Regions from separate parts of the Mus musculus genome. Here regions 1, 2, 4, 5, 6 and 7 are each linked to region 3. The links are chromatin contacts, called in public ChIA-PET, HiChIP or PLAC-seq and promoter capture Hi-C maps. All regions are on one chromosome and are shown on one strand. Each heading gives the region's core, a stretch centred on a gene start, on an enhancer-like site or on the middle of the called end of the contact. The rest is flanking DNA. Distances are from core to core; before and after follow the strand shown. Region 1 holds the start of Arhgap30 (Rho GTPase activating protein 30). Region 2 holds the start of Ufc1 (ubiquitin-fold modifier conjugating enzyme 1). Region 3 holds the start of Pea15a (phosphoprotein enriched in astrocytes 15A). Region 4 holds the start of F11r (F11 receptor). Region 5 holds the start of Dedd (death effector domain-containing). Region 6 holds the start of Klhdc9 (kelch domain containing 9). Region 7 holds the start of B4galt3 (UDP-Gal:betaGlcNAc beta 1,4-galactosyltransferase, polypeptide 3).

What was found. Promoter capture Hi-C pulls out the DNA fragments that hold promoters and counts their contacts. ChIA-PET counts read pairs in DNA pulled down with a chosen protein or histone mark. HiChIP or PLAC-seq counts read pairs in DNA pulled down with a chosen protein or histone mark.
Region 1: an RNA polymerase II ChIA-PET map of memory CD8 T cells shows a contact between it and region 3, with 101 read pairs. The contact joins the promoter of Arhgap30 here to the promoter of Pea15a in region 3. A contact is called at or near these places in 5 of 39 promoter capture datasets (cranial neural crest, hippocampal neurons, liver and 1 more) and 1 of 115 datasets of contacts at active chromatin or transcription factors (memory CD8 T cells).
Region 2: a contact with region 3 is called in a promoter capture Hi-C map of cranial neural crest. The contact joins the promoter of Ufc1 here to the promoter of Pea15a in region 3. A contact is called at or near these places in 2 of 39 promoter capture datasets (cranial neural crest and neural stem cells) and 1 of 115 datasets of contacts at active chromatin or transcription factors (memory CD8 T cells).
Region 4: a FOXA1 HiChIP or PLAC-seq map of pancreatic cancer cells shows a contact between it and region 3. The contact joins the promoter of F11r here to the promoter of Pea15a in region 3. A contact is called at or near these places in 1 of 39 promoter capture datasets (liver) and 3 of 115 datasets of contacts at active chromatin or transcription factors (bone marrow-derived macrophages, memory CD8 T cells and pancreatic cancer cells).
Region 5: a promoter capture Hi-C map of cranial neural crest shows a contact between it and region 3. The contact joins the promoter of Dedd here to the promoter of Pea15a in region 3. A contact is called at or near these places in 4 of 39 promoter capture datasets (cranial neural crest, liver and pre-B cells), 1 of 484 Hi-C or Micro-C datasets (B cells) and 1 of 115 datasets of contacts at active chromatin or transcription factors (bone marrow-derived macrophages).
Region 6: an RNA polymerase II ChIA-PET map of memory CD8 T cells shows a contact between it and region 3, with 17 read pairs. The contact joins the promoter of Klhdc9 here to the promoter of Pea15a in region 3. A contact is called at or near these places in 2 of 39 promoter capture datasets (hippocampal neurons and pre-B cells) and 1 of 115 datasets of contacts at active chromatin or transcription factors (memory CD8 T cells).
Region 7: a contact with region 3 is called in a promoter capture Hi-C map of cranial neural crest. The contact joins the promoter of B4galt3 here to the promoter of Pea15a in region 3. A contact is called at or near these places in 3 of 39 promoter capture datasets (cranial neural crest, liver and pre-B cells) and 1 of 115 datasets of contacts at active chromatin or transcription factors (memory CD8 T cells).

Annotation. Positions count from the first base shown.
Region 1 is chr1:171,387,597-171,390,296 of GRCm38.p6, forward strand. Arhgap30 (Rho GTPase activating protein 30) reads left to right here and starts at 1,364. Exons shown (of 12, transcript NM_001005508.2): 1 at 1,364-1,767. The coding sequence starts at 1,671. Nectin4 (nectin cell adhesion molecule 4) reads left to right here. Exons shown (of 9, transcript NM_027893.3): 9 at 1-691.
Region 2 is chr1:171,293,603-171,296,302 of GRCm38.p6, forward strand. It overlaps Ufc1 (ubiquitin-fold modifier conjugating enzyme 1), which reads right to left and starts at 1,400. Exons shown (of 7, transcript NM_025388.3): 1 at 1,319-1,400; 2 at 1,032-1,225. The coding sequence starts at 1,154.
Region 3 is chr1:172,205,370-172,208,069 of GRCm38.p6, forward strand. Pea15a (phosphoprotein enriched in astrocytes 15A) reads right to left here and starts at 1,435. Exons shown (of 4, transcript NM_011063.3): 1 at 1,228-1,435. Gm17224 (a long non-coding RNA gene) reads left to right here and starts at 1,614. Exons shown (of 5, transcript XR_865735.3): 1 at 1,614-2,700.
Region 4 is chr1:171,436,249-171,438,948 of GRCm38.p6, forward strand. It overlaps F11r (F11 receptor), which reads left to right and starts at 1,313. Exons shown (of 10, transcript NM_172647.2): 1 at 1,313-1,453. The coding sequence starts at 1,393. It overlaps Gm26641 (predicted gene, 26641), which reads right to left and starts at 1,074. Exons shown (of 2, transcript NR_151523.1): 1 at 994-1,074.
Region 5 is chr1:171,327,697-171,330,396 of GRCm38.p6, forward strand. It overlaps Dedd (death effector domain-containing), which reads left to right and starts at 1,449. Exons shown (of 6, transcript NM_001128609.1): 1 at 1,449-1,830.
Region 6 is chr1:171,359,542-171,362,241 of GRCm38.p6, forward strand. It overlaps Klhdc9 (kelch domain containing 9), which reads right to left and starts at 1,257. Exons shown (of 4, transcript NM_001033039.2): 1 at 594-1,257; 2 at 201-360; 3 at 1-112. The coding sequence starts at 1,120.
Region 7 is chr1:171,269,023-171,271,722 of GRCm38.p6, forward strand. It overlaps B4galt3 (UDP-Gal:betaGlcNAc beta 1,4-galactosyltransferase, polypeptide 3), which reads left to right and starts at 1,306. Exons shown (of 8, transcript NM_020579.2): 1 at 1,306-1,392; 2 at 2,181-2,351; 3 at 2,685-2,700.

The sequences.
Region 1 (2,700 bases), core at 114-2,613, 820 kb before region 3:
CCAGGCCAGGCCACATAGGCATTCAACCAAACTGTCTAGCAGACCACGGCAGGGATTAGTGCCTGTGGTTCTGGAAAGTTCTCTTCCTAGGATGCCTTCACCCACAGAGGTTCTGGGGAGGGGGCTGACAGCTGGAGGAGTCTGGAACCTGGGGTATGAGGTCTGAACACTGGATAAGAGACTAGGGATGGGGGGGCTTGGCTCCCATGGCCCCTCGAATCTTGTCCTCGCTGTGTCTACAGTGGTTTGTACCTTCACGGCGTTGGGACTTGTTGTCAAGGACTCCTGGTTCAGTTGTGTTGAGGGCAGAGGGTAGGTCGCGGGGAAGGTGGAAGTTCAGGTGAAGAGAAAGGGGTGTTGTGGGTGAGGGTGAGAACAGGCCCTTCCCCAGGGGTTTCTGAGTCATTAATCCGGGGCTCTCTGGCACTTTGTATGTGTGGAGCCTGGGGTAAGATGTTTGTTTTTCTTTAGCCTGCCCAAACTTACGCAGTCAGAATACTGGGATTTAGTATCCAACCCTTGTGTGGCCTGAAATCTGCTGGTCTAAAGGAGAAACTCTCATTTCATTCCCAAGCAGCCCAGGACTTATGGACCCCAAGGATCTGGGGTCTTAGTATGTATATTTCATGTAAATATATGTATATTTGTACATAAAATGATATTCTGTTTTTAAATAAACAGATAAAACCTTTTTTTGTCTGATTCCTGTCTTGCCCCTTGAACTGGGTAAGTCACAAGTGCTATGGACTGAGTCTCTATGTGATTCCCTCCCAGGGAAAGGGCCCAGATACAGCTAAGAAAGGAGCAAGTGGCTTTCAAAAGACATTGTAACCATTTCTGAGAGCCCTCAGGTAGGGCCGTGTGGACATAACCTCCTTTTGGGGAAGCCAGTGCCTTAGTTTCTAAAGTGGTTCTAATCTGACTGTACTGGAAACTTCCAGCAGCTGTGTGGGGTGGTCAGCCGTGTACCCTTTGACAGACAAAGAAACTGAAACTCAAAGTCACCTGGTCTGTGTCCTCATTTTCAAATGTACAGCGACTGGAGGCTCAGTGAAGTAATGTGACCTGACCAAGATGGCAGGGTCATCAAAGAATCCCCCACCCTGGGTATGTTCTTCGTGGTCCTTTCCTGCCGTGCTCACAGGCAAAGCCTCGGGTCTCTGTCCCACCTAGAGATTTCGGTCTCTAGAAATGGCAGCCACCTGCTCACACCCCAGGCACCCTTACTCCACCCCGAGATTCTGACATCACCTTCTGCTGTGACCAATGAATGGAGTCCCAGCAATGATGAGGATGTGAATGCCAGCTACCTCCCCCACCCGAGGCCTGTGGTTGCAAAGATGCTCTAACAGGAAGCGGGTTTGAGGAGCTGCACAGCTTCCTGCTCCCCCTCGAGCTGCACAGGACGAGAAGGGCTAGCGCTCAGCTTGGCCACGAGACACAGCTTCATGCCAGGGTTCTGGTAGCTTCCTCTTCCATATCTACTTCCGTGTGGCCCCAGGGGCCCCCCAGAGGCAAGCGCTGCTGTCCCTTGCCCAGGCCACCCTCCACCTCCAGTTTGGAGCCCTGCCCCCCCTGGGGCTGGGCCAAGCCCAACTACTGACTGGGATTCCATGGGGGACTGGTAGGTCAAAGGTCTTGGGGGACAGAGATCCCGGGGGGCCCTGGTCATGAAGTCTCGGCAGAAAGGAAAGAAGAAGGGCAGCTCTAAGGAACGGGTGTTTGGGTGTGACCTACGTGAGCATCTACAGCACTCGGGCCAGGAAGGTAAGGAGGTCAATTGGAACGGGGCAGCTGGGTGGCTGGATTGCCATGCAGACGCCAACCTTGTCTTCTCCGTTGGGCAGAATGAGCTCTTAGGGAACGGGCAGTGGCCCAGGATCACCACACCTGAGATCTAGGCAAAGGCAAGACAGGAAATGTGGCTCAGAGAAGAAGATGGAGAGGTGCCCTTCTGCGGTAGTTAGGGACCGGGTAGCTGAGAACTCGAGGATGGGAATGCCGAGGGAATGTGTCCCGGGGTGGGGTGGGGGATGAGATTTGGAAAATCTGGAGAGGTGGATGAATCAGATGAGAGAATGGAGACTGGGGACAGGGTGGAGGGAATGGAGGTCGGATGCCAGAAGAATGGCTGAAGGGATAGTTGGTGGAACACTAAGTGGAGATACAGGTAAGAAAGGGCCCAGCGAGTCTGAGGATAGAACTTGCGGAGGGGAGAGGAAGGCATTCTAACTGGAGAACAGCACCAAGGGACAAGGACCTAGCCCTTCTGCACCTTTGCTGGGCCACAGGAGTGGGGGCAGCAGGGAGGAGTGACACTCTTCTTTAAATTGCTTGCAAAGAAGAAACCCGTTGATGGTAGACTGCACCGGGAATGCGGGAAAAGTGAACCAGACTGCTTCAGCCCTGGTTTGAAGTGGGGAGTGGAAACTACAATAAAGAGGGGTGTGCACCCAGTCTGGAGCTCCCTCTGCAGTGGGCCTGGGAGCTCATCACTGTGTAGGACATGCAGTCACCACTCAGAACCAGGCCTTAATTTGTTCTGAAATTGATCAGTGCCGACCCGACTACACTGCCCAGCTTGTTTTCAGCACGCAGAGCAACTTAACAAAAAAAGGGGGCACAATTCTGCCCCCCTCCACTCCACCCCACCCCAATCTGTCATTTCCTCTTTGTCCCCCTTCTCTGGTTGCCTGCAGT
Region 2 (2,700 bases), core at 150-2,649, 910 kb before region 3:
GAACAAGGCAAATCATAGTCAGCTGCTTTGAACCTGTGCCACATCCCCACACCTGGGATTAAAACAAAAACATATTCTTATGCTTCTGTTTTAAAGAAACCAAAATTCCAGAATCCTCGCTACACCTTACTCCTTCCTCCCCATGTTCTCAAAATACCCTAGTTATGTCTCTGTCTCTCCACTTAAACACAGTTTAATACTGTTTCTGTCAACCTCAGTAGGGCCATTCTTATTCGGTTTTATATACTCTCAATAGATACTAGTAACACAATAATATGTTTTATTGTTGTGGTTTGAGGCAGGGTCTCCTATAGTCCAGACTGGCTTTGAATTCATTATGCAGTCTAAAAAACGACCCGAGCTTCCAATCCTGGCTCCACATCCTGGGTACAGAGAACATATGAGCCTCATCAATTTATGAGGTGCCAGAGATGGAACCCAAGGACATCTTGCATGCTACGCAAGCACTCGCCAGTTTCTCAGTGAGGCCACATATACTGCAAGCGATCTACTGGGTTTTGAAGCAGATAGAAAGCACCAAAAGGAGGGCAATCTTTCTCTTCCCATAACAGGAATTAGCTGAAAGGATGGCTAATTTATAACTAAAAACATCTCTCTCTCTACCTCTAAACACTTTAGGTTTTCAGTCCTGACATTAATTCCATCCATTTCATCATGAAGAATGAAAGAGCAGTGATGCACAGACACTTCTTCAGGCGCTAAGAAGTACTTTGACCCCCTACCACAGCCAGCAGAGCAAGCACCTGGTGCGAGAGGGACACGTCACCTTCCCGGAATACTGCTGTTTTTTCCTTCAAAGTCTAGCCCTACTGTGCTCCTAGCCGGAATCTCTTCTGCATCCTCCCTCCGGCCACCCGTAACGCCCCCAGCCCCCCAAACAATCGCATTTATATGAATTTAGAATTTAAACTTTAAAACCGGAAGCGGCTTCCACCCGGAGCCAATTCCCGGGGACACCTGGTTACTCGCCACCCCTCTGCTACGCGGTCAAGCACAGGAGTAAAACTGACCCGGATCAGGGACTGATATTCCTCCTTTAGTCGCTGCACCCACAATTCCCGATCTCGGGGTCCGGCGTTGGTCTTCAGCACCGGGATCTCAGACACGACCCGCCGAGTGGCCTCGTCCGCCATCTTGGACCAGGGAGCAGGAAAACTGCGGAAGTGCAGTTGCTTGTCACTTACTCACGGCGTCGCCATCTTTACTGTGGGAAGAGGAGGCGTTGGATGGCTTTAAAGCGGACCCTGAATGCATTCGATTTTTATTTATTTATTGTAAGGAAATAAAATTGACCTACGGGTGTGAGCGTCCGGAAGAACAGAATGGAGGCGGGCTACTCTGTCCACCTATCATTAAATCACCGGAGCCTGCTCAGAGAACGACTTCCGTTCATGCTCAGAAGCAATCTTGGGAAAAACTCAAGACCTTCCCAAACCAGCAAAGTTGTTTGAATTTCAGGTTTTTCTAGACTGTCTTCAAAGTCCTATCTCCTAAGATGCGCAATTTAACGTCTTTGTTCTCCAGAGTGACTTCCTTACTTTCCATCCCTGTCCTGAATAATTAACACAACTGAATTAGGAAGTATGTAAGCTTGTTTGTTTTTTAAAGGACATTGGGTCCTATATACCACAGACTTGCCTCTAACACATACAAAATGGCCCGGAGCTATTGCTTACTTCAAAATTAATCTGTTTAGGTTTTAAAACCATCCTAAAGATAAAACTTTTTTTTCCAAAGAGTTACTGAATATCTTTTGTGTGCTATATATTAAGTATATAGAAACGATTTCTTCTTAGATGAATTCACCCAAATGACTAACAGTCACTGAATGCCTATTCTAAGCCTATGGCAAGTCATCTGGTAATTTGTTGTTTTTTTATTAGACCAGGCTGGCCTCCGACTCACAGATCTGCCTGCCTCTGTCTCCCAAGTGCTGGTTGGGTAATTTCTAAATTCGTTTGAAACCAAGAAACCTCAATAAGCTTGGTGGCCCACATGTGTTATCCCAGAGCTTAGGGGTCAAGATCAGAAGATTGCTGCAACTCAATTTAAAACGAACAAACTCCATATGCCACAGCTGCTGTGATTGCACACTTTCGATCCCAGCATTTGGGAGGCAGAGGACTCTAGAGTTTTAACCTTGGTGAGTTTGAGTCTACAAAGAGAACAAATTCCAAGATGGTGGTGTCACACATCTTTAATCTCAGCCCTCAGGAGACAGAGGGCTGGCAGATCTCTGAGTTTGAGAGCCAGCCTGGTCTACAGAGTGAGTTCCAGAACAGCTAGGGCTACACAGAGAAGCCCTGTCTCAAAACAAAAACAAAAACAAAAAAATCCCAAAAAACAAACAAACAAAAAACCCCTCAAAACCAAAACAACCCCCTACCCAAAAAAAGAGAAAGAAGGAAAGAAAGAAAGAAAAACAAGACATGCTGTCCTCTGACTTACATACCTATGCCGTGGCATGTGTGCCCCTTCAACTTCAATTTAAATTTATATATTTGTATGTCATGTGAGTGTTTTACCAGCATGTATGTAAGGTACCATGTGCATGCAGTGCCAGTAGAGGCATGTAAAGGGCAACAGATGCCCTGGAACCAGAGTTACAGACATGACTTCCATGTGGGTGCTGAGAACTGAAGACTGATCCTCTGCAAGAGTAGCAAGTGCGCTTAAATC
Region 3 (2,700 bases), core at 185-2,684:
TAATCGCTCCTACAGCCTGGGGGGGCCAGACGCACAACCTAGAGAAACAATATACAGCCTGGGGGGCCAAACACAGGAACCTAGAGAAACAAGGCTCCCTAACTTGAGATTCTCGTCCTCTCCAGCACCCTTCCTGTGCCTCTGGCCACCTCTTTCCTTTTCTCTGTGGCTCTCTGGTCAGCTCTCCCTGTCTTCTCACACATTCCTCTCATTCTCTCTCCCCCTGACTTGGGTTCCATCCTTGGCTGACTCATTCTTTTCACCCTCTCCCTGGCTTCTACTCCTTCCTCCATCCTTTGGCCATATTGATGTCCAGGCTCTAGCCACTCCCAGGTACCCTATGCTCTAAACTGGCAGTCAGCAACAAAGGTCACAAGAAGCCCCTCACCCAGGTAAGAGCACAGGCTCACCAGTCCTTGAGGTATTGCCCACTAAAACTGTAAAATCTGGGTGTGTTTGTGGACAGTGGTCCTTTCCACCCACTACTGAACATTCGTGTTAAGACTGATGCTGGTCAAGGAGACTCCACATGGGAGGTAACAAACGGGTTGTGGTGGGTGGGTGGATGCCTAGTGCAGGGGTGTTGTGATTTGGTTTGTATGAGAGGATGTGTGTAAGTCACATGGGTGTGTGTCACTGTGTGGTTGGCTGTCTTTTTTTTTTTCTTAAAGGTGTGTTTCTGTCCCTGTCGGTTTTGACAAGGATTGTTTTAAAAATTAGTGTCTTTATATTGGCTACATCATTCCTATGTATCCCCAGCCCCTTTCCTCTGGGCAAGCTTCCACCAATCCCACTCTCCTCAGATGCAGTAAACTGGGTGTGAGAGTACCCAGACCAGTTGCCTGCTGCCGGAGGAACTGAAGCAGGGCTGAGCTGAGCCTGGACGCCTGCAGAGGCGAGTCCGAAGCTAAAGCGAGGAGGGAGGGGCGGGAGCTGGCCTGGCTCGGCCGGCTGGGCGGGAAGCAGGCTACATCCTAATCCCCAGGCCCCGTCGGACTCCCAAACTGCTGTTCAGCACGGAATGGGCGGATGAAGCCACGCTGCCTGTGACACTCTCCAGTCTCTGGATGCATGGACAGAGAAGGACCCCATGGAGCCTGACACCGTGGACCTGTCTGAATCCTCAAGCTCCCCTATTTGTCCCCTGCGTCCGGGATCGTGACCCTCCAAACCCAGATCCCCAATCTACCTCCTCCCCACGACACATCTTCCCTCTGCCCCTCTCACCGCCTCCGGAGCTGAGAGCTCAGGGTGCGGGCACTCCCGGGTCCCCGGTTCCTAAGCAGCGTCTGGAGCCTGCTCCTTGGCTCCTGCCACCGCTGCCGCCGATCCTGCCGCCGCCGCCTCTTCCGCCCGTGGAGCAGAGCTTGAGCCCAGCACCGCCTCACCCCACCCGACTGGCCGGTGATGTCAGAGCCGGGGAGGGGCGGGGGGCGGGGAGCGGGGAGGAAAGGGGGAGGGGAAGCAGGAGGGGACAGGGACTGGGGACTGGGGTTCTGGAAGGCTCCTAGGATGGGGGCAGGACTGGGATGGAATATGGACTCTTCCCCTTAAACTGTGAGAAGATCCTCGTTTTTTTCCTAATGGGTCACTTTCCTGCCCTCTGACCTTTGGTTGGTCACGATGGCCAGGACCCCTGGAAGGCAGATCAATTTGGATTGGGGGATTTGGAAGACCTATGGCCTCTGGGTTCTCTTAGCTACTTCGCTTTGGTATTTAGAAATCCTATTTCCTAGCCTTATAGATCAGAGACTCAGTAGGAAACGGTCAAGTTTATCCACGCTAGGAATAAAAATGGGACAGGGGCAGGCAGCAACAGGGAAATCTCTTTTACTTGGCCCGGGGCCATGAGCTCTTGTGTATAATAGCAGCTGGACCCCTGAGCACCTCCTGCCTTTCCCAAATATACCCCCACACACGCACCCCCACACCCCCACACACTATGATGTAATTTTATTTTCTGGAGGAAAAAAGCCATGAGCTCAGCATGCAAATATAGACAACAAAGCCACACTTAGCTGTCTCCTAGCTCTGTCCTTCTGCCTAGGCCCAGTGTGATAATTCTCACTTCCCCTACACCTCAGGGACTTTCCTCCTCCAGAGGCTCACTCAGCCGGGCTGAAAGAGGGAGGAGGGAGGAGGGAGAATTGGAGAAGCATCCGATTTTCACCCTACCTCCATGAGGGGCGTCAGCTCAGCTCTGCAAGTGCCTGACCCTGAGAACGGCTTCAATGTTTGCACACCACCAGGAACACCCCATTTTGCCTTCAGGTCCAGCTGATCAGAGACCCTTCCAGAAGCCTAAGATGAGCCCCTTCTTCTGGGAGGAGCAGGTCCTGGTCCTGTGCCTTAGGTTTCATATATAGTTCTTCTCTTTGCTCCTCTTACCCCCAGCCCCACCCCCACCCCCCACATGGCTGCCCATTGCTCCTTTGAGGGTAACTAATATACCCTCAGAAGTTGCTTTTGTTTCTGAGTCGCTGTAGGGTCGGAATCTATCATGTTGACCCATCTTTGAGACACAGAGTGACTGTACACTTTTGCATAGACATACCACATTTACATGAGACAAATGAGGCAGAGCAAAACACAGAGAATGTGGACTTTATACTTATTCTGTTTCCATAGACAAATTAAGTCCATAAAGTTGAGGATACCAGTCTCACTTCATAGGGTTCTTCTGAGAATCAGGAATAATAA
Region 4 (2,700 bases), core at 63-2,562, 770 kb before region 3:
CTTGAAGTCAGAAATGTTGTTTTAATTTATTTATACTTTCCAGTCTCATCCAGGAGATGCTTGGTAAACTTGCTGATTGTTGTTGCTGTTGGTGGTGGTTTTTTGAGACAGGGTCTCACACTGCATCTCTGGCTGTCCTGGAACTCACAATGTAGATCAGGCTGGTCTTGAACTCACAAAGATCTACCTGCTTCTGCCTCCCCAGTGCCGGGATTAAAAGCATGGGCTACCAAGCCCAGTGTAGCATGCACTCTTAACTGCTAAGTCATCTCTCCAGCCTGTTTTATTTTTGAAATGGGGTCTCTTGTAGCTTAGGCTATTCTCTGATTTGCTACCTTGTCAAGGATAGCCTTAAACTCCTAATCCTGCTGTCCCTGTCTTTTACAGTCCTGGGATTACAAGCATAAACACTAGGTTGGGTTTTTTCCCCCTTTCTATCCTTCTCCTCCTCCCCTCCCACCCCCTTCCCTTCCTCTGAGAAAGGGTCTCATGAATCCCAGGCTGGTCTACGGCTTATTAGATACCTAAGGCTGAGCCCCCAATCTTTCTGTACTTACATACCTCTTGGCATAGCCATTTTTATAGGAAGATCCACAGTTTGAGGCCAGCCTCAGCGACATAGCTAGCCCTGGTCTAGAAAACAAAAGCTAATCCAAATGTAAGGCCCAGCAAAGGAGCTGCTGACATAGATCCTATGTGTATGTATAAAAGACATATTCCCAGTCCTCCCAAGAAGTATGGGTCAGCTTTTATTATCTGGATGCTTCCTGTATCCGTCTATGTAGGTTTCTTTTTGAGAGCAACCCAGTTTGGGATAGTCAAGATGTCTCTCTTGTCTCAACCCTCTCCCTACACCTTCCTATATTAATTTGTGTTTTTCACTTACCAAGGGGGAGGGGACCAAAGATTCTGCACCATCAAGCAATTGAAAAGTAATGGAAGAGAAATCAACCAAGCACATTCCTGCATCTCACAGGCAGTGACCTTACTCACCTTCTCTTTAGAGATGACTATCGAGGGCCTGGCAGTCCGAAAGGCTCTATCTGCATGCCTTGCTGCCCAATTGGGATGCCCTTACCTGCCGAAGAGGAGGCCTTGGTTTCTTTAAGCGACAGTCTCCTGGGCCAACCAGAGGTCTCTAGAGGTGAAAGCCACCAATCGGACTCAAGAAGGAGGAAAGTTCGGGGTTGCACCTGCGTACGGTGAGTCACTCATCGGAGCTCCCTCTCTTTTCACCAATCGGAACGCGGGGAAGCCGGGCGCCGCCCACCGGGCGTGGAGAGAAAGGCGGGCCGGGCTTAACCTGGCTGCTAGAGTCCAGCCCAGGGCAGTGGATCGCGAGGCTGTTCCCATTGGAGTTGCTGTGCCCGTCGCGTCGGGATTGTAACTGTAATGGGCACCGAGGGGAAAGCCGGGAGGAAACTGTTGTTTCTCTTCACGTCTATGATCCTGGGTGAGTTCCTAGAGTTTTTGGAGGATTAGGTGGGTCCGGGGAGAGGCTGGAAGAGGACGATCCCCACGCGCCGACGGGAAGGGAGGAGTCCAGAAACCTGCCTGCCTGCCTCGCCCTGGGAGTCCACTTTTCCGCCCGGGTCTGGTCACTCTCCGTTCCCCTCCCCCACCGGGAGACTGGCTGGCTCCCTTCGCCCAAGCCGGTGATCTGTGACCCTACCTCCCACTCGGTGCCGGGAGTACCCTCTCTGCGGAAGCACCAAAAATAACCCGGGAGGGTCCATGGTTCTGGGTCTCCCCTAACGACCCGAGGACCCTCCCCAAACCCAACTATTTCGCTAGCCGTTCTTCTCCATAGTATACGTCTGGGAAGGTCTATCCTGCCCTTCCGACATTCTCGGAGATCTCAGAGAAACCTTGAGCCTCTCACCCGGACTCCCTTGGCTCAAGTGCCCTAGAAGGAAATGTAATGAGGAGGGGGGTGGGCTGGGTAGGGAAGATTTCTTTTCCTGGCTTTTGTAGAAGGGTTTCTTCCTCTTGTTAAGTAGTAGACCTTCTGGGATTAATGCCGAGGTTCGGCGTCTGAAGAAGAAATGAATTCTCTAAAATTTCTCAGATTCAGAATTCCTTTCTTGACTAGGTAGCAAAGAGTCGTTAATTAAGGTTGTTGACGGAGTAAGGATTCCCTGGGGCAAGAGTAGGTCTATTGGTTGGCTGGATCTCCTTAGAGCCAGAACTCTGCCCTCCCCCTTGCCCGGAATGAGAGTTTTTTTGTTTCTTTGTCGACTCCTTTTCCTGAGAAACAGCCAGGCTCGCATGCTGGGGCATGACTATCTCGAGGTGTGTTTGTATGAGGTTGAGTGTGAGGTAGGTTGGTTTGTTCCCTTGGTCAGTGTGTGTCAGCACCTGTATATTTATCTGTCTCCTTTCCCTGCCGCCACCACCCTTCGGAGCCGAGGACCAAACCCAGGGACTTGGGTGTGCTATGTCTGGTTCCTGAGTGTCACACACTCCTGTTGTTGGAATGTGTTCCGTATGAATCTGTTTCCCTTCACGGTTAGTATTTTAGAGAGGATAAAGGAAATAAACCATTACAGTCAGTATCGCTGTCTTCTAAAGGCAGTTCGTTTTGGTAACCTTTTTGGAGAACAATCATAAGACTAAGTCCCCAAGATGGAGAGATGGGTCCCTTGTTTCTCATTACAACTGTAAAGCTTTGGAGTGGCCTAGACAATAGGTGAGTCTACT
Region 5 (2,700 bases), core at 199-2,698, 880 kb before region 3:
CCCCCACTTCTCCCCCTCCCCCCAATAAACACTGAGAAAAGGGCTTTTTACTTTTGCCTTTTTACTACTGGGTCTGGCTGGTCTGTTGCTCATTAAATAGGTCCAGTTTTGCCTCAAATCCCATCCTCCCGCTTCTTGAAAACTGGGATTACAAACCTTAGTGTGAGTAGCCACAAAACTTTTTACACATTGTATCTTTCCACTTGGATCTGGTTGTTACCCTATACCTCTATGTAACAACTTTCTCCAAGTTTACCTAGTGACCTTCATTTCTTCCACATTCCGAACCACACATTTTAGTCCACATCTTACCTAATCGCTTACTCTTGATACTTGTAACAAGTTTCCTTGATACTTTTCTCTGTCTGGCTTCCTGTCTGTGCCTCCTCGCTGTCCTATTTTCTGCTTCCTTCCCTCATCTCACTCCTCGAATGCACACATCCTCCTCTTTAGGCCATTTTTCTCTCTTATGGCTCCAAGAATATCCAGACATGCGCAAGCACACTTTCAACTTTCTTGGTTTCAAACCACACTAATTCATATATACTTGCCTAAAAGATATCCCGCAGATCTCTTGAAACTAAAAATAACGTAACCCAGTTATTCAAGTCAGGACACTCATATTTCCTTATCCAACACATGCCTTCCTACCTACACATCGCCACTGTCTCTTCTTTAGCTTCATAATTGATCTCTCTCCCTACCCAGCTCCACTCCCCAGGGACCGAACGTCAGGCCTAACCGTGCTAAGAACGCATTCTTCTACAGTGCTCTAACATCCTTGCGGTCTTCTTCGCTTAAATTAAGTCCAAATTGGTCTCCATCTCCAGGGCTCAAGTAATCCTCCTGCCTCAGGCTTCAGGCTGGCACTAACATGCCCAGAGCTGGCAAGCTGTGATCTCTCTACAATACAAATATAACTAACTGTTCACACCTCTGTTTAGACCCTTCAAAGCCTCTTCGACTGCCCTTAGGATAAAATAAATTTGCAAGGTCTTGAGTCATAGCTCCCTATCTCAAAGCCCTTTGTATTACCTCTTCCTTTAGCCACAGCAGGCTCTCGGCAGCTCCAGAACATACTCGAGCCCATCCCACCCCCAATTCAATTCTCAGCCGTCCTTCACCCGTCAGCTGAGGCGACTTTTCCATAGGAAAATGGGAGCTCAAAAGGAAAACACTGAAGGGATGAATTCCGAGAGAGGGTGAGAAGCGCGGCTGCGAGGTTCGGGTTTCAGAACGTCAGAGTGACAGGAAGTTCAAGGCAAAGGTGAACTCCAGATCGTGACCTTTCACCTCAGTTCACCGGGCAGTCCGACCCCCGGCCGATTCCGCCCTTACGTATCATGGCTGCCAGCCCCTCTCTCCCGAGGGCCTTCGAGCCCGATACCAGCCAGCTCGGGCGCCACCAAGGCTTCCACCTTCAAATACGTTCTCTCTCCGCTTCTTAGAACCTCCCCGCCGCCGCCGTTAGGAGAACCCTGCGTTGCCAGCTTGCCCCTAAGCAAGATGGCTGCCAGTCTCCAGCCTCTCTTGCCGACGTGAAGCTACCCACTCCCCGCTTAATGCCGCTGCCAGGCTGCCCTCACCTAGTATGGCTCCTCCGCTCATGCCTCGTTATGGTCTCGAAGCCGACACTAACCGGCCAGGTTCCGGGAGGCGCTGTGCAGGATGCAGCCACCCCCGCCCGGCCCTCCCCTCCCCCACGCCCGCGGCGGCGGCGGCGGCGGCGGAGGCGGCGGCGGCTGGAGCCCGGATGCGGCTCCGTGAGGCGCAGGCCCCGGAGAGCGGCGCGGATGGATCCAACATGGCGGCGCCGAGGCTGAGCCGAGAGTGAGGCGGCGGGGCGGCCGGCCGGCGTGGGGAGGGGGAGTCGAGTGGGACGGGGCGGGGCCGGGCGGGGCCGCCAAGGGCTTGGGGAAGGAAAGTGGAAGGGGGAGGCGGTGGCGACGTCCAGCCCGGAGAACCTCCGGAGAGGGAGGTGACGGGACGCTGCGAGGTGGGGGAAGGGGAGCGGCCGAGGGGGGCGTGCAGGGGAGATGGCAACTGTGGGAGAGGGCAGGGGTCGGGGCGCAGGAGTGCGAGCCTGGGGAGGGGCGTAAACAAGGGCCCAGGCTGGCCCAGGCCAGGGGCAGTAAAGAGGCCGAGGTGGGGAGCGGGGCTGCGAGCCAGCGCTGGGGAAGGGGTAGGAGCCGGAGGGAGAGGTTGAGGGTGTGGAGGGGACGGGGGCTGGTGGCATGTGGCTGCAGGGAGGGCTGGACTCCCGTGAGCGCCGTGGTGAGGACGTGGGAGGTGGCGGGGGTTGGGGGGGGGGGTTGGATTGGACTTGAGACGTGTGCCGGAGGGAGGTTTTTCAAAGTGTTCAAATTGGAAGCGGAAGGGCCTAAGGGGAGAATTGGGGTGGAAGAGGAGAAGAGAAGCGGGGCTTGGCGGATGGAGAGAGTGGCGATGTGCCGGGGTAACGTAGAAAGTGAGAGACCCGGAGGAAAGTTTGAAAGGAAGGGGGGAAGATAGGGCAGTGGAGCTGCACGGGTGATAGAGGGTTTGGGGGTTTCCCTTTCCCCCCTGTGGAAGGGCAGCAGAGTTAAGCAGTATCAGTTGCAGCCAATTTTAATTGCCAGGCGCTTAGCTTTTAATAGGGTGGGAAGGGCAGAAAGGAATGGTCATGTGGGTTTGGAGAATTGGGGTTGAATGAGGGTTCAA
Region 6 (2,700 bases), core at 7-2,506, 850 kb before region 3:
CCACTGAACAGGAATGATGGCGCAGGCTCTGGGGTCCTTGCTGCAGTCCCTGCCCACTGCTCACAAGCCTTGCAAGCTGTTCCCTCAAATGAGGGGCAACTGGTTGTTCCTCCTTGGGCGAGAAAAACAAGAAGGGGTTGTCTGAAGGGTTTGCTTATTGAAGTTTTAGTCCTTTTCTACTTTATGTGAGTAGCTAATACCTTGATTTTCCCAGGGCTCCATTGCCCTGCTACCTCCGGTCCAACTGAGTTGCAGCCCCCAAAGAGCAAAAGCTGATGACCCGGGTGCGGCCCAGCAGTTGGCAGCAGGGCAGCACAGTGGCCTGATCGTGAGGTTGTGTGGCAGCCTTCTTCTTTGTAGCTGTTGGTACACAGAAAATCGGGCCTGAGTTTGGTTTTCTGAAAAGATTCAAGTGTTCTTTGCCAGAGAGCTCTAGTGAAAAAGAAAATCAGGCTTGGGGCAGATAGAGTTAAGCAATCTTGGATTCCAAGACAGAAGGTGCTATGGATAGACTACCAATAAGTTTATTTAGGTTTTGTTTTTTCTAGAATATAGAGAAAACAAACGAACGTTTGGGGGCAAAGTTGCAGTACCAATAAGTTCGGGTCCTGTGGTCCAACTTTAACGTGTAGATGCTTCCGTAGCGTCGCTGAGTGTGGGTACCACCCTCTCTGCCAGACACTCGCAGCTCCCCGTCTGAGAGGCGAGTGCAGGTGTGGCTGCTGAGGCCAGCAGGAGGGCAGTTGCCAGGGTTCGCAGCCCATGCTTCCCACACCTCTCTCTCCGTGTCCAGCGCGGCCACCGTGGATAAGCGACGTGACCCGTCCCAGCCACCCACCACGCAGAGCCAACGACCTCCCACCAGTGCCGCGTCGTGGTGGCTGCGAAGGGGACTACCTCGGGCTACCAGTCGCACCGCTTGGCCTACAGCTGGGTCAAAGATCACAGTGTCGTTGCTGGGCACTCTTGCACCACCTTCTAGGAGACCCCCTACCAGATAGAACCGTCCTTCCAGTTCCGTGCATGAATGGAAGGCACGAGCCAGAAGCACGTCTCGCGCCACTGGCCTCCAGGTCCAGGTTGAGCCTCTTGCTCGACCGAGGGTCTGCACCCCAGCCATGGGCCAAGGGAAGGGGAGAGCAGCTCGGTCACTTCGGGTCGCACTCCTTCACGAAGGGCCCAGCACTTCCAAGCATAGACTAGCTTCCCCTCCAATAACAGCACAGGTCTTCACCCAAACCACCCCTTCTCTCCACCGCCGTCGCCCAGCAACCACTGCAGGGACTACAGTGCGACCGCTGCAAACTGAAGGTCGCAAAGCGCCTGTTACCTTGGAAACAAGAGACCTGGTTAAGCTACCGCGATCTTACAGTGATGTCGTCAGGGGAACGAGATGTGGGGAAGCCAGTAAATATCCTAAAGGATTTGGGCTCCGAAAGGCTAGAAACCGGCAGTTCGTTAGACGAACCCAATAGCCGCTAACTAGCCTGTAATTATGACGTTTGAGGAAGGTGTTGGTGGTAGGATGCGTGGAGGCCGTGTCTTTTTCTTTATTTTTTGCTGCACGGTTTCCAACTTGGAATCTTCTCTAGGGATGAGGTAGGAAGGAAACAAGTCAGAAATCAAAGGTTGAACTTGGACTACGTTGCTTGGGATTCAGAGACTTGAGTAGACTTATTCCGCGATCCTATTTATAAAATGGGTTGTTTGTGATAAAAATTCTTGAAGGTGCTGAATGGATGGGAGAGTTCTCTCTGCTCTAGCCACTGGAGGGCAGTAGAGTCCAGTCTCAGTGAGAGAAGCGACAGGAGAGAAAGGTGCTAAGAAGGGACAAGGGAGAAAGAGATGAGTTAGGGTGGATGAAGTGGGAGAGGAAAAATAGGTTAGGCATATCTTGGACAGTTTTTCACTACTTAGTCCTAGGATGAATAATTATTTCATCTTGACTCATTAGAATAATATAACACATTAAATGGAGGCACCGTGGAACTCAGGATTAAGGGCAGGGAGTTTCCCCTGATAAGATCCTGGGCAGAAGCTGCCCAACCTTAGAAGGTGGGTGGGGGTGAGATGGGGAGGAGAGAGACACGGACTCCTGCCCCTCCCTGCTCTCTTCCTTTTAGTCAAGCTGGGTTACTGAAGGCCTAACTCTGCCCTCGCAGGACTCAATGCAGAACGAAGAGGCTCGGATCAAGGCAGGCTGACTGGGATCAAGGCAGGCTGACTGGTTTCTGCTGTAGGAGGAAATGCAGATTTCTACTTGTCGCTCCAGCTGGGGTGGAGCCGAAATAGGATCTTTGTCCCCCAGGCTGGGCTTTGAGTGGGAAGGATGGCTGTCACTTGGGCCTTTGGTTTCTAAACATGAACTTGCTCCCAACCAGACCACGGATAATGTCCAAGGTTTCAGTGGGAATGATCACGTGATTCTGAGGCGCAGGCTCACACTGGGCCTTTTCCCTCCTGGTCCCAATTAGATCTTGAGAGAGAACTACGTGGGGAGGGTGTGCACACATGGAGTAAAGAATTGAGCCTGGGGGCTGGAGAGAAGGTTCAGTGGTTAAGAGCACTGGCTGCTCTTCCAAAGGACCCAGGTTCAACTCCCAGCACAGCAGCTCCCAACTGTCTGTAATTCTAGTTCCAGGGAATCTGACACCCTCATACCGGTAAATGCACATAAAATAAATTAAAAACAAACACACA
Region 7 (2,700 bases), core at 56-2,555, 940 kb before region 3:
GATAGGGCCAAAGATACGATCTAGTTAAGAAGAGGGCTCAGCACAGTGTGTCTAATGTTTGGTAAAGAATTAGTTTTAGCAATATAAAAAAGGAACATATGTTTATAGTGTTTAACTCCTGAAGGAACTGGCTTTACAGAACACACATTTACAGATGAGAAATATAAAACCAAAGGAGGACATCGAGACAAACTTTTTTTTTCTCTTCATGTGATAATTTACTAGACAGGACAGAATTGGAATGCAAGTCACCTACCTATACTGTGTTGTAAAATAAATTTCTTTTCTTTTTTCTTTCTTTTTCTTTCTTTTTTTTTTTTTCAAGACAGGGTTTCTCTGTGTAGCCCTGGCTGTCCTGAAACTCACTCTGTAGACCAGGCTGGTCTCGAACTCAGAAATCCACCTGCTTCTGCCTCCCAAGTGCTGGGATTAAGGGCGTGCGCCATCACTGCCCAGCGTAAAATAACTTTCATGAGAACAATTTTTAAAGCGGGATATGCCGCAGACAAGTCTTTCAGGTTTCCCATTAGACATGACTATTTCTGAAAAGCCTGCCGGGATCGCAACATATATGAATGAGGTGACCTTTCTGGGTCATTATGATCATTGCGTTGTATTGTTTGTGTGTAGCCCCTCCGCACTCTCCCAGCCCCAGCGCCACCGGTGTACACCGCAGGAGATGGTGCTCTGTTTGAGGCAGACACCCCAAGTAATTGGTCTTATTGTTTCCTCAGCAATAAATATTTGTTTCTAAGAAACAGTAAGCTAGGGGCTGGAGTAAGCCACAGGATTAAATATATCGTTGTAGGGTCTATTTTAGTCTAATATCTAGAAAAACATATTTACATCGGAGCCTATGCTGCCTTTCCCTCCACGTTGTATGTTTCACTGTTAGCTAACTTCCATTTCAAGGTCTGTGAGATACCATGGGGATACAAAATGCGTGTTACAGTAGCTTTAGTGAGGAACAACTTTGATACTAAGTAGCACTAGACTACAGGGGACGCCATTAACACACTGGGGTAAGGGCTCAGCTGATCCCTGGGTGAGGTAGTCCGAAACGTAGAAAGTGTCTCTTAGCTTTACTGAAAAACAAGGGCTTTGAGCTGCTGGGTTTTTAAAACTGAGGTGAGCGATGGAACCCCGTTAGGAGACTGCGAAGTCGAGAGGAAGCACCGGGACCTGAGACTTCTCTGCACCACCCATGTGCACCTCCGCGGTGCGGGCCACCAACTAAGGACTGGCAAGCTTGGAGGTGAGGGGCCTCTGCGCCTGAATCTCCCAAGGCTCCGCCCCGTGACGTCAGGCCCCGCCCCAGCGCCCGCTTCCAAGATGGCTGCAGCGATACCTGCCCGGTTGTCCGGGTGGCGGTGACGACGGGGAGCAGACCAGGTATGGTGGGCTGGGGACCACGGAGAGAGAGAGTCCTCGGAGAAAGGTTGGGGAGGTCGGGGGCGGGAAGAGAAGAAGTTCTGAGTCAAGGCTGAAAAATCAGATTGAGCACGGACAGGGTCTCGGATGGAAATGTGGACGCGGGCCGGTTGCTTTCACATTGCACAGTAGGGGCAAGCGCAAGAGACCGGGGTGGAATGGGCGTGTTCGAGGAGAATGGGGTTCTGATCCCCTTCCCTTCGCGTGCAAGGCTCTGACCGACCACGCCCTTCCAGGTGAGCCGGCCCAGGTCTTGGGCCGATCCTGTCCCAGCCCTTCCGCTCTGGTCCCTTCACCTGGAACGCTCCTCCCCACCCCCACTAATGCTAGAGAAAGGTGGAAAGGGGAGAGGACGCCACCCCCACCCTTCTCCGGGCCACGCTCCAGAGCTGTTGCCTGCGGCTCCCAAGTGACCAAGCACCCTATACCTGCGGAGGCGCTCCCCGGTACCTAAAGAACAGAAAGAACCTGTTCCCTATTTTGTTTTGTTTTCTGGCCACTCCAAAGTCCCGTTACGTATGTCTTGCCTCTCTAATAGTTGGGGTTGCTGTTGTTTGGTGCCTTCATTCATTTCCCTGTCCCCACGCCCAAACCAGCTCGTTTTGTTGGAGTATAGAGGGTTAGTTACGGACCTGACACAACCCAGCTGCAGGTAACCTGAGAACCTAGGAACTTTCACTTTCCAATCAATCACTTTCCCTCACTTCCCATGATGGCAAAGCTGTTTCTTCCCGAACTCTGTTGTACAGGTGACTGGTTATCCTTGCTCATTTCTGGTTCCCGCTGGTCCCAGATTGGCTGTTGGAATGCTTTTTTTCTGGCCCCTGTGACAGTTCCAATTTGAGATAATGCCTCATATCTCTGCTCCCCGGGGACCTCCTGGAGCCCCCACGATCCGGAACAAGGCAGCGTGAACACAGGTACGTGTGCGTCTCTTCTCTCAGAAAGCCTGAAAGGACTTCTGAAGTGTACTTGGAACTTGAATGATGTAAGCCTTCTTGAGGGTAAAGATACAGAGTAGCTGCTGCGAGTGCTTTGGGAGAAGTGGGTGAAACTTGCTGGTAGTTGCTTACCTTTCTTTTTAATTGTTATTCATTGTTGATCGATCACACCAGTGTTCCTTTCTGTGACTTTGTTCCCTGCCTGTCTTTTTTTTTTTTTTTTTTTTTTTTTTCCTTTCCCTGGCCTCGCTTTCATCTCCTTACCTGCTGCTGATGTCTCTTCTGGCTTGCTCTCTTCCTGTTTGCTTCCAGAAATCCCTTCACTCCT